Linked DNA regions of Macaca mulatta: region 2 is linked to region 1. A link is a contact called in public Hi-C data. All regions are on one chromosome and are shown on one strand. The core of a region is the stretch at or near the end of the contact, and the rest is flanking DNA. Distances in the headings are between cores, read along the strand shown.

Region 1 (6,666 bases), core at 738-3,237:
TTAGTCTGTTTTCATGCTGCTGATAAAGACATACCCTAGAGTAGGCAATTTACAAAGAAAGAGGTTTAATTGGACTTCCAGTTCCACGTGGCTGGGGAAGCCTCACAATCATAGCAGAAGGCAAGGAGGAGCAAGTCCCATCTTACATGGATGGCAGCAGGCAAAGAGAGAATGAGGAAGATGCAAAAGCGGAAACCCCTGATAAAACCATCAGAGCTTGTGAGACTTAGTCACTACCACGAGAACAGTATATAAGAAAACACCCCAATGATTCAATTATCTCCCATCAGGTCCATCCCATGGGATTTATGGAAGTACAATTCAAAATGAGATTTGGGTGGGGACACAGAGTCAAACCATATCAAGATCTTTCATCTCTTTCAATAAGAGTAATTAATATGTTAATTCACATAGAAGCTGAAATGGCCTCCAAACATGGCCTCCAACCCTCTTAGATTCAGAAAGACAAGGTTTACACTTACAAAAACATATGGACCCCCTTTCCTCCTGGAAATTTACTACCAGGGTTTGTAGTCTAATAGACTTTACTCCTACAGCTTTAACATCTCATATATATGATAATCAGACCTATGATATAGTATAACTAGTTAAAATATACATCACATTTCAGAGTACCCACATTCTTCCCATGTGCAGTTGATGGGCCGTATTACAAAAACAAAATTTGGAACTCCATTTCTGTTTTAGATTGTACACAGCTTCAAGACGAATGTTATTGTCTACAAAATGTTTAAAATCCTGAAATTATAGAAACATGGCTTTAGTCTCTACCCATTCAAAATAATATGTAATATATGGAAAAAAAAAAGATGTTTTTGTTGAGGAAGAAAGATAAATGAGGCTGTGACCATCTTAGGCCTCACAATCAGACAACATTTAAGTCATATTGCTATTTGGTGCAAAACCGGATTCATAAAAAATTACTCTGGAGACAAAATGACACAGTAATATGGATATTGATAATCAAATATTACAGTATTAAAACTCAGTCTTCCTCAGGTTATACTCCCAGCTAACTTACTTTGGGACACGTTCTCGGTCTATACTGAGTCTATGTTCCCAGGCTTAAGTCCTCAAACTTGGCCGATAATAAAACTAACAATGATTTCTTTAAGTTTTAGTGCCTGTTATTTCACCTTTCGGTCGACAAATTGTTTTTCTCATGTTCCTCTGTCTTACATCAATGTAATTTGTAGACCAGCCAAATAATCTAAAAGGCTAGAAGGAAACAATTTTTCCTCTCCTACAACTATTTCCTCTCGTCCTCCGGCTGAAAGTTGTTCCACGTCCCGGGAAGAGGGGGCCCCACCAGGCAGCACCACCAGCTCCACAGAGTTGGAGCGATTTCCCCAAGAAGCTCCGCTGCGCCCCTCGTCACCCCCAGAGACTAGCAGAGGAAATGGCATCTATCCCTTGGAAGACACTAGGCAGGAGAGAACAACTGCAAGCCCTTCTGCTCACACAGAGGAGGAAAGGATTTCGGAGGCGGCGAATGGGATGTAGCAGAAACCCGACGGCCGCGGCGGAAGGGACACCTACCCTCCCCGGCCTAATTCTGAGCCGTCTTCGCCCGGTTGTCATAGCACTTACAACGGACGCCACTGCGCAGGTCACACCGTGCCGCACCGCCTTCTGGGGGCCGGAGTCCAGAGGGGCTGAGGCGCAAAGGTGGCGACCGACTTCTGAGTGGGCCGCGGTTGGAATTAGATTTCTATTGGGGCGGGGCTCGAGTGAACCACGGCCTAATCCTCATTAGCAGAGAAGGATAATTACTGCAATACTCTGCCCTGCCCTGGCAGCAGCTCCTGAGACCCTGAGTCTGCGGAAGGCCCGCCCCCAGCCTGGGCTCCGGGCACAAGCCACGCCCCTCCCGCCGCGTCCCCGCCTCTCCCATCGATGGCGTGTGGGTGGGGCTTCGTGGGGGCGGAGCTGCGCGGGGCGGGGTGTCGCGGGCTCGTCCCTGGTGCTCTGGGATCCCGCGCTTCTGAGACTCGCAGTCTCCGCGAGTTGCCTGTTTTTTTCCTGCTGGGACGCGCATGAGGGCCCCGTCCATGGACCGCGCGGCCGTGGCGAGGGTGGGCGCGGTAGCGAGCGCCAGCGTGTGCGCCCTGGTGGCGGGGGTGGTGCTGGCTCAGTACATATTCACCTTGAAGAGGAAGACGGGGCGGAAGACCAAGATCATCGAGATGGTGAGTGTGGAGGCTCGGCGCGCCCAGAGCACGCGAGGGACCGGCTGGGCCGTCAGCTGGCCTTGGCCGCTGCTCGGTCGCGACCGGGAGCTGCCGGCGTCGCCTGTCAGGCTGGGATCTCGCTAGCTCGGGACGAGCAGCTTGGAGGACGCGGCTGCCCCGCGTGCGGCCACTCCTCGGGCTTGGTGACCAGGGTTGCGGCTGCGGCCCTCGGCTGCCTGTGGTCTTTGTTAGGTTTCCATTTGAAGGAGCAAGGCAGAAAATAGATGAATCGGACACAGGCTACCTTGTGCTGCAAAACCCGTTTCTCTAGAGATAAGCTGCATGTCCTGGGCAGGCCGCTCCTTCTCTCCCTGCCTTGCTCCCGCCCTCCTCCCGGATCCGCGTCAAACCGTTGCCGCTCATCTAGTTACAATTCCCGCAGAGGACTAGTTGTTTTATGTTGGGACTGCCATGAGTTAGATTATGAAAATGTGCAATATCTAAAATTTTACAAGAATGACAATCCAGAAGAAATTCAGGATAGTTTATTTTGTGTTTGAATGTATTCCTTCTTGTCTCAAAACTCCCACGAAATATATTTTTGTTCATCTTAACTCCCAAAGCTCTTGTATAAATTTTCGAATTTAATTTTTTATCGAAGAGGGTGTGTCAATAATTACATTTGAGATACATTATAAGTAATTCGTTTCAAAAATAAGGATATTTAGTTTCGTTTTGTATTTTAATTAGATCCCACTCAGGAAGACAATTCTTGCACAAACTTGGATTCTTATGTATTTTCTGAAATGCATAATCCTGGGTATACGCCTGACCGTGTGCTATACATGTGAACATTTAGGATCAGATGAACATCTAGGGTCAGATGACAGAGAAAAATTTTAAATCTACTACACTAAATAATATCATTTTAGGTTGTAATACTTGGAATTTCTCAGCACCTGCAATATGTTCAAACTGATGAAAGACACGATTTGTCCTGTAGGTTGTATTGACCCCAGGTTGAATACAGCCAGATTTGCATAATTAAAAGTAGCCAGTGTCCCAGCTATTTGGGAGGCTGAAAGGAGGATCACTTGAGTCTGGGAGTTCAAGGTTGTAATCACACCTGTGAATAGCTAGCTGCTGCACTCCAGCCTGGGAAACATAGCGAGACCCTCTTTGAAAAAAAAAAAAAAAGTTCCCACTTGTCTCATATTACAATAATATTCCACAATTTTGAATTAATTTATTCTTAAAGGGTCTTAATCATTCTAAAGGCTTATGAAAATTCGTTTCTCCCACTTCTATAGGCCCACAGCAGCAAATGGTTTTATCTCAGAAGTTTCATTTTGCTCTTGTTGCTTTCCTGCTCAGAAAACTTGGCTTGCTTTTGCCCACAACCCAAGGTTAATAATGCCTGTGTAGGGGAAAAAACCGGGTTGCCATATCTCCCTGTCTGTGCTTAAACTGTAGATTGGTCTGTTATACCGCTTCTCTAAGCCAAGTAAGGTTAAAAATCAATGTTTTCACAAAATCCTTCAATGATACCATCATAGGAACAGTTTGCTATCTTTGTGACAAATAATGAAGACCTATCAAGAATACCAACTTATTTGTACTAAAGAAATCAGTCATTATTTACATGTATGCATAGTGTATCGATTCAGATTGTAATATATGTGTAGCCTGCTAGTAGCTTTTCAATGGAAAAAGTGAAAACAGCTCATGTTAACTTTTTAAATTTTAATAGTTTGCTTCTTCAAGTGGAAGAAGTATTTGACTGGAGGTCAGAAGACCTGGGGTGGAATCCTGGTTCTATCTTTCTGTAATAATGTGGGTCTGCTCTGCCCATCCTCTCCCCTCCTCCTTCAGAAAAATCTCTGCAAACCCATGATGTCCAATAGACATAGCTCATATTGGACACAGCTAGTAGAGTTAACTACCTAACCAAGTTGGGCCTATCTAACTGGCTAAGAAAACCAGTAACTTCTGGGACTTGGCTCAAAAGGATGCATTGTCTTTCAGGAGTTTTTAATTGAGAGACATGAGGAAGTTGCTAGTGGGTTGTTTATGCTACAGCTGAAATATTCCATAGGCCTGCAAGATTAATGTACAGAAGAAGCCAGTCATGGCCAGGCATGGTGGCTCACACCTGTAACCCCAACACTTCGGGAGGGTGAGGTGGGAGCACCCGGTCTCGAAAAAAAAGAAAAGAATGAAAGAGAATGTGGATCAAGAAACTGAATTGTAAAGGAATTTTGTAAAGCCATTATAAAGAGTTTGCTCTTTATTTTGCAACAAAAGATCATCGAAGGTTTACTTTGGCAAGGTAAGGTGGCTCTCGCCTGCAATCCTAGCACTTTCAGAGGCTGAGGCGGGAGGATCCCTTGAGCCCAGGAGTTCGAGACCAGCCTAGGCAGCATAGGGAGACCCTTTCTCTACAAAAAATAAAGATATTAGCCAGTGCAGTGGCACACACCTGTAGTGTAGTCCCAGCTACTTACGGGCCAGAAGTGGAATCTCTTGAGTCAAGGTGGTTGAGGCTGCAGTGAGTCATGATCATACCACTGCACTCGAGCTTGGGTGACAGAGTCACCCAGAGTCTCAAAACAAAGAAACAAAACACCCAATACTGTGTTTTATGAAAATAAAGTGGATTGGAAGGGAAGATCCTGGAAAGAAAGAAATTTAGGAGGTTGGTAGTATTTCTTGCGAAAGAGGATTAGAGGCCTTAAACTATGCCACTAGCAAGAGGTATGGAAATAAGGGATCAGGAGACAAACATTTCAGAGATAAAATCAACGGGACTTTGTGGCAGCACAGACTGTAGGGTCATACAAACCTAGTTTTGAATCTGGTTTTTCTCATTTATCAAGCCATGTGACCTTGGGCAAATTACTTAACCTCTGTGAATCTCCCATTTTTCATATATTAATTGGGAGATAATGATAGTACCTACTTCATAGGTTGTGAGGATTAAATGAGATAACACAGTACCTAGAACATAATTGCTTTCTTTCAGAGCTTATTATTGGTTATCATTAAACAAAGGGATTAATTATAAGAAGAAATAACTTTAAGGTTATCAGGTAACTGCTGATTCTGGATATATTATTAGCCAAGATGAAGAGGAGGAAAAAGCAGCAGGTTTGGAAAGTAGCCAGGAGGTAAGGGAAATGTGGAATAACAAGTTCACTTTAAGTCATATGAAATTTGAGATGATCGAGAAATGACCAAGTAGAAATGTTCATGAAATAGTAAATATATTTAAAGTGCTTAGAAAAGTACCTGGCCCAAAGTAACCAACATATACATTACTTATTATTATTATTAGCAACAGCAACTAAAAATGGAAGGCTGGTGCTGCTCTAAAGAGAAATTGGGGCTAGAAATAATATTTTCCCAAATGTCTAACCTCTCAGTGGCAAGTGTGGAGATGGATATTATTTCTCATCCATAGTTTTACAGCAAGAAGAAAACAGAAAACTTGGCAATGCCTAACATTGAAGGAGTGTTCATTAAAGACGCTGAAAGCTGTCAGAGGTGGAATAACAGGAAATGTTTCCAAAAGAAGGGGCAGAATTAGCTGTGTCCATCTTCTCTAAGGTCAGAAGTTGATGACAAGGTCAGAAGTTGGTCTGAAAGCAGGGGGTTGAGCCACCATTGGTAAAACAATGATGTGAAGAAAACTAAAAACGACTATTGGGCAGAGGAAATAGTTGTGCTGAGGATGGGTATTTTGTTTTGTTTTTCAAACGGTTGGCACACGAGTGTGTTGGTGGGCAGAGGAGTAGTGAAAAGCAAATGGTTAAAGATAAGCAGAGGAGAAAGAATAATCAGTCTAGCAAAGTTCTAGGGGAGATGTGGACAGATGCCCTTCGAAGCGAATACGGAACATCTCTGTCTGTCTGAAAGAGATTACTCTGGGCCAGGCACGTTGGCTCACACCTGTAATCCCAGCACTTTGGGAGGCCAAGGCAGGCAGATCACCTGAGATCAGGAGTTTGAGACCAGCCTGACCAACATGGTGAAACCCCATCTCTAATAAAATTTTTTTAAAATCAAGTGTGGTGGCGGGTGCCTGTAATCCCAGCTACTTGGGAGGTTGAGGCAGGAGAATTGCTTGAACCCAAGAGGCAGAGGTTGCAGTGAGCCGAGATCGCGCCATTGTACTCCAGCCTGCACGACAGAGCAGGATGTCATCTCAAAAAAAAAAAAAAAAAAAAAAAAATACTACTCATACTGAGTTATAGTTACTTATTCTCCATATTCTTATTATATCTTATTATTTGCGGCCTTAGATTAATTAATTGCCTCCACCTACTTCATTCTTTACTTCTATCCAGTTAATCTGATTTTTTCCTACTAAATGACACCTCTTTCAAATGTTACCTACCAACTTCTTTTCTAATTTCTCCTGCAATACCAGAATGCATTCTATTTTTATCAGCAGATTTTCAGTTTTTCTTTAATA
Region 2 (7,057 bases), core at 4,546-7,045, 190 kb after region 1:
TAAAAAGAAACTCCAAAATCTATAGTACATTATCCAAATTAGGAATTTTTTTTGTGTGGCCAAAATTTTGTTATTTACTAGGCTTGACTTGGAATTTTTTTTGGAAAAAAAAAAGCCAAGCATGGTGGCTTACGCCTGTAATCTCAGCACTTTGGGAGGCGAAGGCAGACAGATCACTTGACCCCAGGAGTTTGAGGCCAGACTGGGCAACACGGCAAAACACCATCTCTACAAAAAATACAAAATTAGCCAGACATGGTGGCAGGTGCCTGTAGTCCCAGGTAGTCGGGAGGCTGCAGTTGGAGGATCACCTGAGCCCAGGGAGGTCAAGGCTGCAGTGAGCCGTGACCATGCTACTGCACTCCAGCCTGGGTGACAGAGTGCAACCCTGTCTGGGAAAAAAAGCTGGCCAGGCCCAGTGGCTCATGCCTGTAATCCCAGCATTTTGGGAGGCTGAGGCAGGATCTTACTGGATTTCATCATCTCTTATATGAACTAATTTCTTGCTGTGTATTATGTATTAAACATATATATGTTTGTTCTATAACATTTTATCATATGTTGTTATGGTTTGAATATTTGTACCCTCCAAATCTCATGTTGAAATGTGATCTCTAATGTTGGAGTGGGGCCCTGGTGGGAGATGTTTGGGTCATGGAGGTGGCTCCTCATGAAGGGCTGGGTGCACTCCCACTGTAATGAGTTCATGTGAGAGTAGTTTGTTTAAAAGAGCCTGGCACCTCCTTCCGTCTCTCATCATGTGATGCACTGGCTCCCTTTTTGCCGTCCACCATGACTGTAAGCTTCCTGAGGCCCTCACCAGAAGTAAATGCCTGCACTATACTTCATGTGCAGTCTGCAGAACCATAAGCCAAAATAAGCCTCTTTTTGAAATAAATTACCCAGTCTCAGGTATTCCTTTATAACAACACAAAACTGACTAACACATATGTATACATTTACACATAGTCAAGATACAGAACTGTTCTGTTACCACAAAGAACTCCCTTGTGCTACCCATTAATAATGATGTCCATTTTAACTGGATTTTCTCTGTATTATTACAGGGAAGATATATTGCATATTAGCTCTGCATTGCACTCTCCCCCTCAGAAAGGCTCCTGGTAACATTCTCCCACAAATCTAAGATTTTTAAGTAGGTTAAAATAGGGTTAAAAAAAATTCTGGGCTGGACATTGTGGCTCATGCCTGTAATCCCAGCACTTTGGCAGGCTGAGGCAGGCTGATCACGAGGTCAAGAGATGGAGACCATCCTGGCCAATATGGTGAAACCCTGTACAGCTCTACTCAAAAAATTAGCTGGGCATGGTGGTGCGTGCCTATAGTCCCAGCTACTTGGGAGGCTGAGGCAGGAGAATAGCTTGAATCCAGGAGGCGGAGGTTGCAGTGAGCTGAGATCGTGCCACTGCACTCCAGCCTGGCAAAGGGCAAGGCTCCGTCTCAAAAAAAAAAAAAAAAAAAAAAGAATTCTGACAAACTCAATTTAATAGAGTTTAAATGAGCAAAGAACAATTCACGAATTAAGCTGCCTTCAGAACTAGAACTAGAAGCGGGGCTAAGCGCAGTGGCTCATGCCTGTAATCCGAGTACTTTGCGAGGCCAAGACAGGAAGATCACTTGAGGCCAGGAGTTTGAGACCAGGCTGGCCAACATGGTGAAACCCCATCTCTATTAAAAAATTTCTTTCTTTTTTTTTTTTTTTTTGAGACAGAGTATCGCTCTGTTGCCTAGGCTGGAGTGCAATGACATAATCTCGGCTCACTGCGAGCTCCATCTCCCAGGTTCACGCCATTCTCCTGCCTCAGCCTCCCGAGTAGCTGGGACTACAGGCATCCACCACCACACCCGGCTAATATTTTTTTTTGTAGTTTTAGTAGAGACAGGGTTTCACCATGTTAGCCAGGATAGTCTTGATCTCCTAACCTCATGATCTGCCCGTCTCGGCCTCCCAAAGTGCTGGGATTACAGGCATGAGCCAACGCGCCTGGCCAAAAAAATTAAAAAAAAAAAAAAAAGATAAGAATTAGAAGAGATTCAGAAAGTTCTGTTCTGCTCTTCAATGTGGGCAGGAAGCATTTATGGACAGAAAATGTAAGTGAGTTACAGAAACAGCTTGATTGGTTACAGCTAGACGTTTGCCGTATATGGGCATGGTCTGATCAGTATGCTGCCTGTGATTGTCTGAAACTCAGTTGTTACAAAAACATATACTCCTAGTTAGGCTTTCAGTTTGTTCCTATACTGTTAGGCTGAGGTCATTATGTAGGGACTCAAGGTTGGAGGCATTCTCAAGGCAAATTTAGTTTAACAATATTAAAATTAACTTTAATTGTATCTTATCTCATCAATTACAATCTTAAATGATTTGTAACAGTCAGAAACAGTTAAACACTTAACTTTAGAAAATTTTTAGTCTCATGTTTCTTTTTCTTTTTTTTTTTTTTGAGATGGAGTTTAAGTCTTGTTGCCCAGGTTGGAGTGCAATGGCACGATCTCGGCTCACTGCAACCTCCGCCTCCCGGGTTCAAGTGATTCTCCTGCCTCAGCCTCCTGAGTAACTGGGATTACGGCGCCTACCACCACATCCAGCTAATTTCTGTATTTTTGGTAGAGATGGGGTTTCACCATGTTGGCCAGGCTGGTCTCAAACTCTCTGACGTCAGGTGATCCACTCGCCTCGGCCTCCCGAAGTGCTGGGATTACAGGCATGAACCACCTGTGCCCGGCTGCATGTTTATTTTTCTAGGAATCATTACTGTCTTCTTTCTGTTCCAGAATCATGACAATGTTTAAAGTACAGTTTTAGGATGATACTTTTTGTGGCCATCAGTTGAAAGGAAAGATGCCTTGTTAACAATTAAAAGGAAAGATGCCTTATTAATGGAAAAGGGTTGCATGAAATAATGTTTTGCATACGGATCACAAAAGAGATGCTGTACGTTCCAAAAAAGTTTGTGTAATTGCTGGAAAATACTGATTTATGACTCCCTAAAATGGACACTGGAACTTGCTGTGATCATTCAGAGCTTTCTAAGCTCAGAGACAAGATGTCTAAGGGAGTTAAGATGATGTTTTAGGTGGACCATCAAATTAATGATGCCAAGCACCTACAGTAATTCTAAGATGGCAGCTGCAAAAGGAAAGCTGAACGGGAGTCACCCTCCCCTAATTCCAGCAGTCCCTTCTTCCTCATTGTTCCAGTCCCCTCCGAGACTTTGTTTAAGGGGATGGGAACCTTGAGATAAGGGATGGCAAACAAATACAAATATTTGAGTATAAATGTTCAACCTGTTCTTTTCCCAGTTAAGATAACACAGCAAAACGATTGGCCTTTTTTGAAACCCTAGAAACATCAGTCCATCCTACCAGTTCTCAGGGTTTTAAGTGTTAAAGAAGGATGCTTTAAATATTAACTAACTAGCCAACTGCTATTTCTGTGACTTGTCTGACCCAATATCCATTCCCAGTGTTTTTCTCTTTTGTAATCTTTATAGGTGGCCAAATTACAATTCTAGACAATGAGATGTTTGTGGAAGTCTGCTGAGTTTGGGAGATGTAGTATCCTGAGAAAGCTTTCACTTTCCTGAAGAAAAAAAAAAAGACCATGGATGGTGGAAGCCACCCCTTTTCCCCTCTTCCTGCCTTGAACAAAGGTGCGAAGGCTAAAACTGCTGCAGCCGTCTTGCAACCATGAAGTTAACGTCAAGAGAATCACAGAAATGATGGCCCTGTTGTTCTTGAGCTGTTGAACCAACAAAGGTAACGACCTACCTGTAGATTTGAGGTCTTATTTAAGCTATTATAATGGAATCTTTTCGAAAAAAATGTGGGCCCAAATACATTCCTAACTGTACAGCCGTTAAAAGGACATCTTTCAGTCCTTTTTCATCTTCACAATTCATTACTCCTATTATAGTCACTGATAACACCATCTAATCACCCTAACTAAAAAACTGTTATCCTTGATTTGTTATTTCCCCTCATCCTCTAGGTAATCAAGTCTTATTTATCATAGCTGGCTAGTTTTCAAATCTATCTCTGCTTCGCCATTCTCACTGACACTGTTAGTTTGGACTTTCTCTCCAACTCATGTCTGGACTGCATCAACAGCCTCCTAACTAGTATCCCTGCTTCCAGTCTACTATCTACCATGCTTCAGAATTTTTTCTCTAAAATCTTATCAAGATATTCTACTGATTAAAAATCTTAAGTGCCTTTTTTGTTGCCCACAGGATGAATACAAACTCCTTGCCACAGGTATCATTTGTTATTGTCGTCTGCATGTTTAGACCGCATCTCAAACCCAATCTGGCACAAAGTAGGTACTCCAGTGTGTTTTAAAAGACTTTAATCTTTTGTATGGCTTCTTTGATATCATACCACTTAACTATTTAATTAGACTAAGTACAGTGGTAGCATGCTGGAAACTCAAAGGTTTGTTGAATGTAGTTTCCAGATTCTACTGTAAAACAATCCTTTATCAGTAGTTCCTGATAACACGCATCTTGGTGTGCATTCAGTTGATCTAGCCTAGTTTACAGGAAGAGGCTCCCTTCAGTAATGTACTGTATGGCCTTTCAGATTATAATTAGTCATCTATATTCTCTAGATTGGGCTTGTGCCAAGACTGTAAGTTAGGAAGGTAGGTGGAGTCTGTGTGGGCATTTCTGACAATTTTTTGATCCACGAATAGCTTCTAGCAAATGAGAGAGCAAATTTACAGCCTGCCTGCCAGCAAGCTGTGCCAAGTTAACTAAACCAGCACGGGCCACAGCCATTAGCTGCTGCTACAAACGTTTCGCTTTGTGAAGCAACGCTGAAGGCGCTCTTTTGGAACTCGGGGGGTTGCGGTGCAGCCACTGCATTGCAGCACAAAACGGAAGGCTTCACACGCCGGGGTTGCCGTCCGCACCCAGACGCCTCTCCTTTTTCCCCTAACCTCTCCCAACTGCGGGCCCTTTCGGGTGCTGCTCTGAGTTCTTCCTTAGCCTCGGAAAAAGCCGAAGCGGCGCCGGAGAGAGGAGGGCATGATCTGGAGAAGACGTGCTGCGGGAACAAAGCGACCCGCCCAACGCCTCAACTTTCTCCTGCCCCCGGGCTGGTATTGTTTAGTCCTACTCATTCCCACTCTCCGAGCCAGCCTGCAAAAATCTGTATTTCAGGGGAAATTCCAAGGGGTAAAACATCTCCTTCGGCAAAACAATTGGTGTTTTGCTGTCTATATTTCCTATCAATGAACTTGTCGGACCTCTCCATCCGCCAGTCTAAGCCCGAGGCCTCGGGTGCCGCGGCTCCTCGGAGCGCCCTTCTGCCGCGCACGCGCCCCTCTAGGGTTCTCCCGTGACCTTTCCCGGGAACCCCCTTCAATTACGCTTCCCGTCACCTCGCACCGCCCCCACCCTTCCTGCTCTTTCCGTTTCCTTTTTCGCGCCTGCGCGGCCCCAATTGTTTTGGCTTTCCGGTGGTATCCGGCAGAGGAAAAGGGCGGGGGCAGCTAGAGTAAGGGAGGGGCGGGGGACAGTCGCGAGGACCCGGGAAACTGCAAAACTGCCGCTAGTGCCGACAGGCGCGCGCGCGCGAGGCGGGAGGGCAGCGTGGCGAAGGCGGGCGCCGCAGGCGGGCCAACGGTCCGCTGCCCGCGCGTTCCCGGGCCGCGGGCGGGGGCGGGGCGGGCGGGGCGGGAGCGGCGGGCCCGGCGTCTCGCGGCCCCGGGCTGACGAGGCGGCGCGGGCGGGCGCCGCGGCTCCCGGGGGAGGAGTCTGGCGGTGGTCGGGCCCTGAGGAGCGTGCGGCGGCGCCCGCAGAGGACGCTGCTTTCCGCGTTGGACTGACCGAGCGAGGGAGGGTGCGAGGGGAAACCGGAAGGAAGAGGCGGCGGCGCCAACCTTTCTCGGCCGGAGGCGGAGGCGAGACCCCGGTCGAGGCCGCGGCAGGAGGGCCACGCCCCCGCCGCCGCGCCGGAGGGGCCCAGTGTGGACGGGGCCGCCGGCTGGACCGGATCTCACCCCTCAAGACCGAGGGACGCGGGTGAGCAGGCGACGCCAGCATCGGGCGAGCGGGGAGCCCGCGGCGACCCGTGGAGGGGCCGGGGAGGAGGGCTCTGGCGGGAGGGGGCTCGGCCCTTTGTGGCTCCGCTGGTGGGGGGCGGCGGCCGCGGCATCTTTCAAACCGGAGTCGCTTCCGTTGCGGGCGGGGGAGGGGCGCGGCCGACCGGCGCCGCCCTCCGCATCCCGCGGCGGCCCCAGGGCGGCGGGGCTCCGGGCCGGTCCGCGGGGAAGGGGCGGCCCGATCCGCAGCTCGCTGGGCGTTTCCGCCCCGGCACCGGGCGCCTCGGCGGCCGCGGGGCTCCCGGGCGGCGCCCTGGCCTCGGCTCGCGCCCGCCCTTACCGAAGTAGAGCTGTTTCTCTTAAAGACTCGCGACGTGTTCGCGACATGGTGGGCCGAAGGGGGACACCCCTTTCCTGTGTTTCCCCCCGGTACATCTGAGTACCAAGAGAGGTCTAGACGAACAGAGCTCCTATTGCGGGCTATATCGACTTAAAAAAGAAAGCAGAAACTGCCCTTTGAAACGGAAAATTGTGTACGTGTTTACTTTGTGAAATCTTTGACTTCCTTGAATTCGACCACCTCCCTCTCCCTACGAATTGAGAAACCGGGGAATAGAAAAATGTCTTAGTTTGATGTGGAGTAGTTATTTTGAGTTAACGTTTTTTTTTCCCCTGGGCTTAGCTATCTAAGAACTCTTTCTTCACCTGCCTCAAAAGGTAGAGGAGTGTCCGTTCCACGGGCTACCAGTGAAAACAGGAAAATAATTCAAAATACAAACGAACTTTAAGAAGGGATGTTTGTGTGAACTATTTTCTGTGTCAATTAGCCTCCTGAAGACGTTGGGGACCGGACTGGTCACGTGTTGTTTATACATGAATCTGTACGTCGGGCTCACTGAGCATTCAGGCATTCAGAAACGAAACCCTATCAACGCTGTGCACTGACCAAAAGGATATTTTCTTTTTATCGAGGCAACTAATTAACAGGGA

The links. A called contact is a pair of places that touch in the nucleus more often than the background predicts.
Region 2: a contact with region 1 is called in a Hi-C map of fetal cortical plate, with 1.7 times the contacts expected there. The contact joins the promoter of KBTBD2 here to the promoter of NT5C3A in region 1. A contact is called at or near these places in 2 of 14 Hi-C or Micro-C datasets (fetal cortex germinal zone and fetal cortical plate).

What each region holds. Positions count from the first base shown.
Region 1 is chr3:95,264,140-95,270,805 of T2T-MMU8v2.0, forward strand. NT5C3A (5'-nucleotidase, cytosolic IIIA) reads left to right here and starts at 1,988. Exons shown (of 9, transcript NM_001261493.1): 1 at 1,988-2,210. The coding sequence starts at 2,058.
Region 2 is chr3:95,448,396-95,455,452 of T2T-MMU8v2.0, forward strand. KBTBD2 (kelch repeat and BTB domain containing 2) reads left to right here and starts at 5,796. Exons shown (of 4, transcript NM_001257464.1): 1 at 5,796-6,047.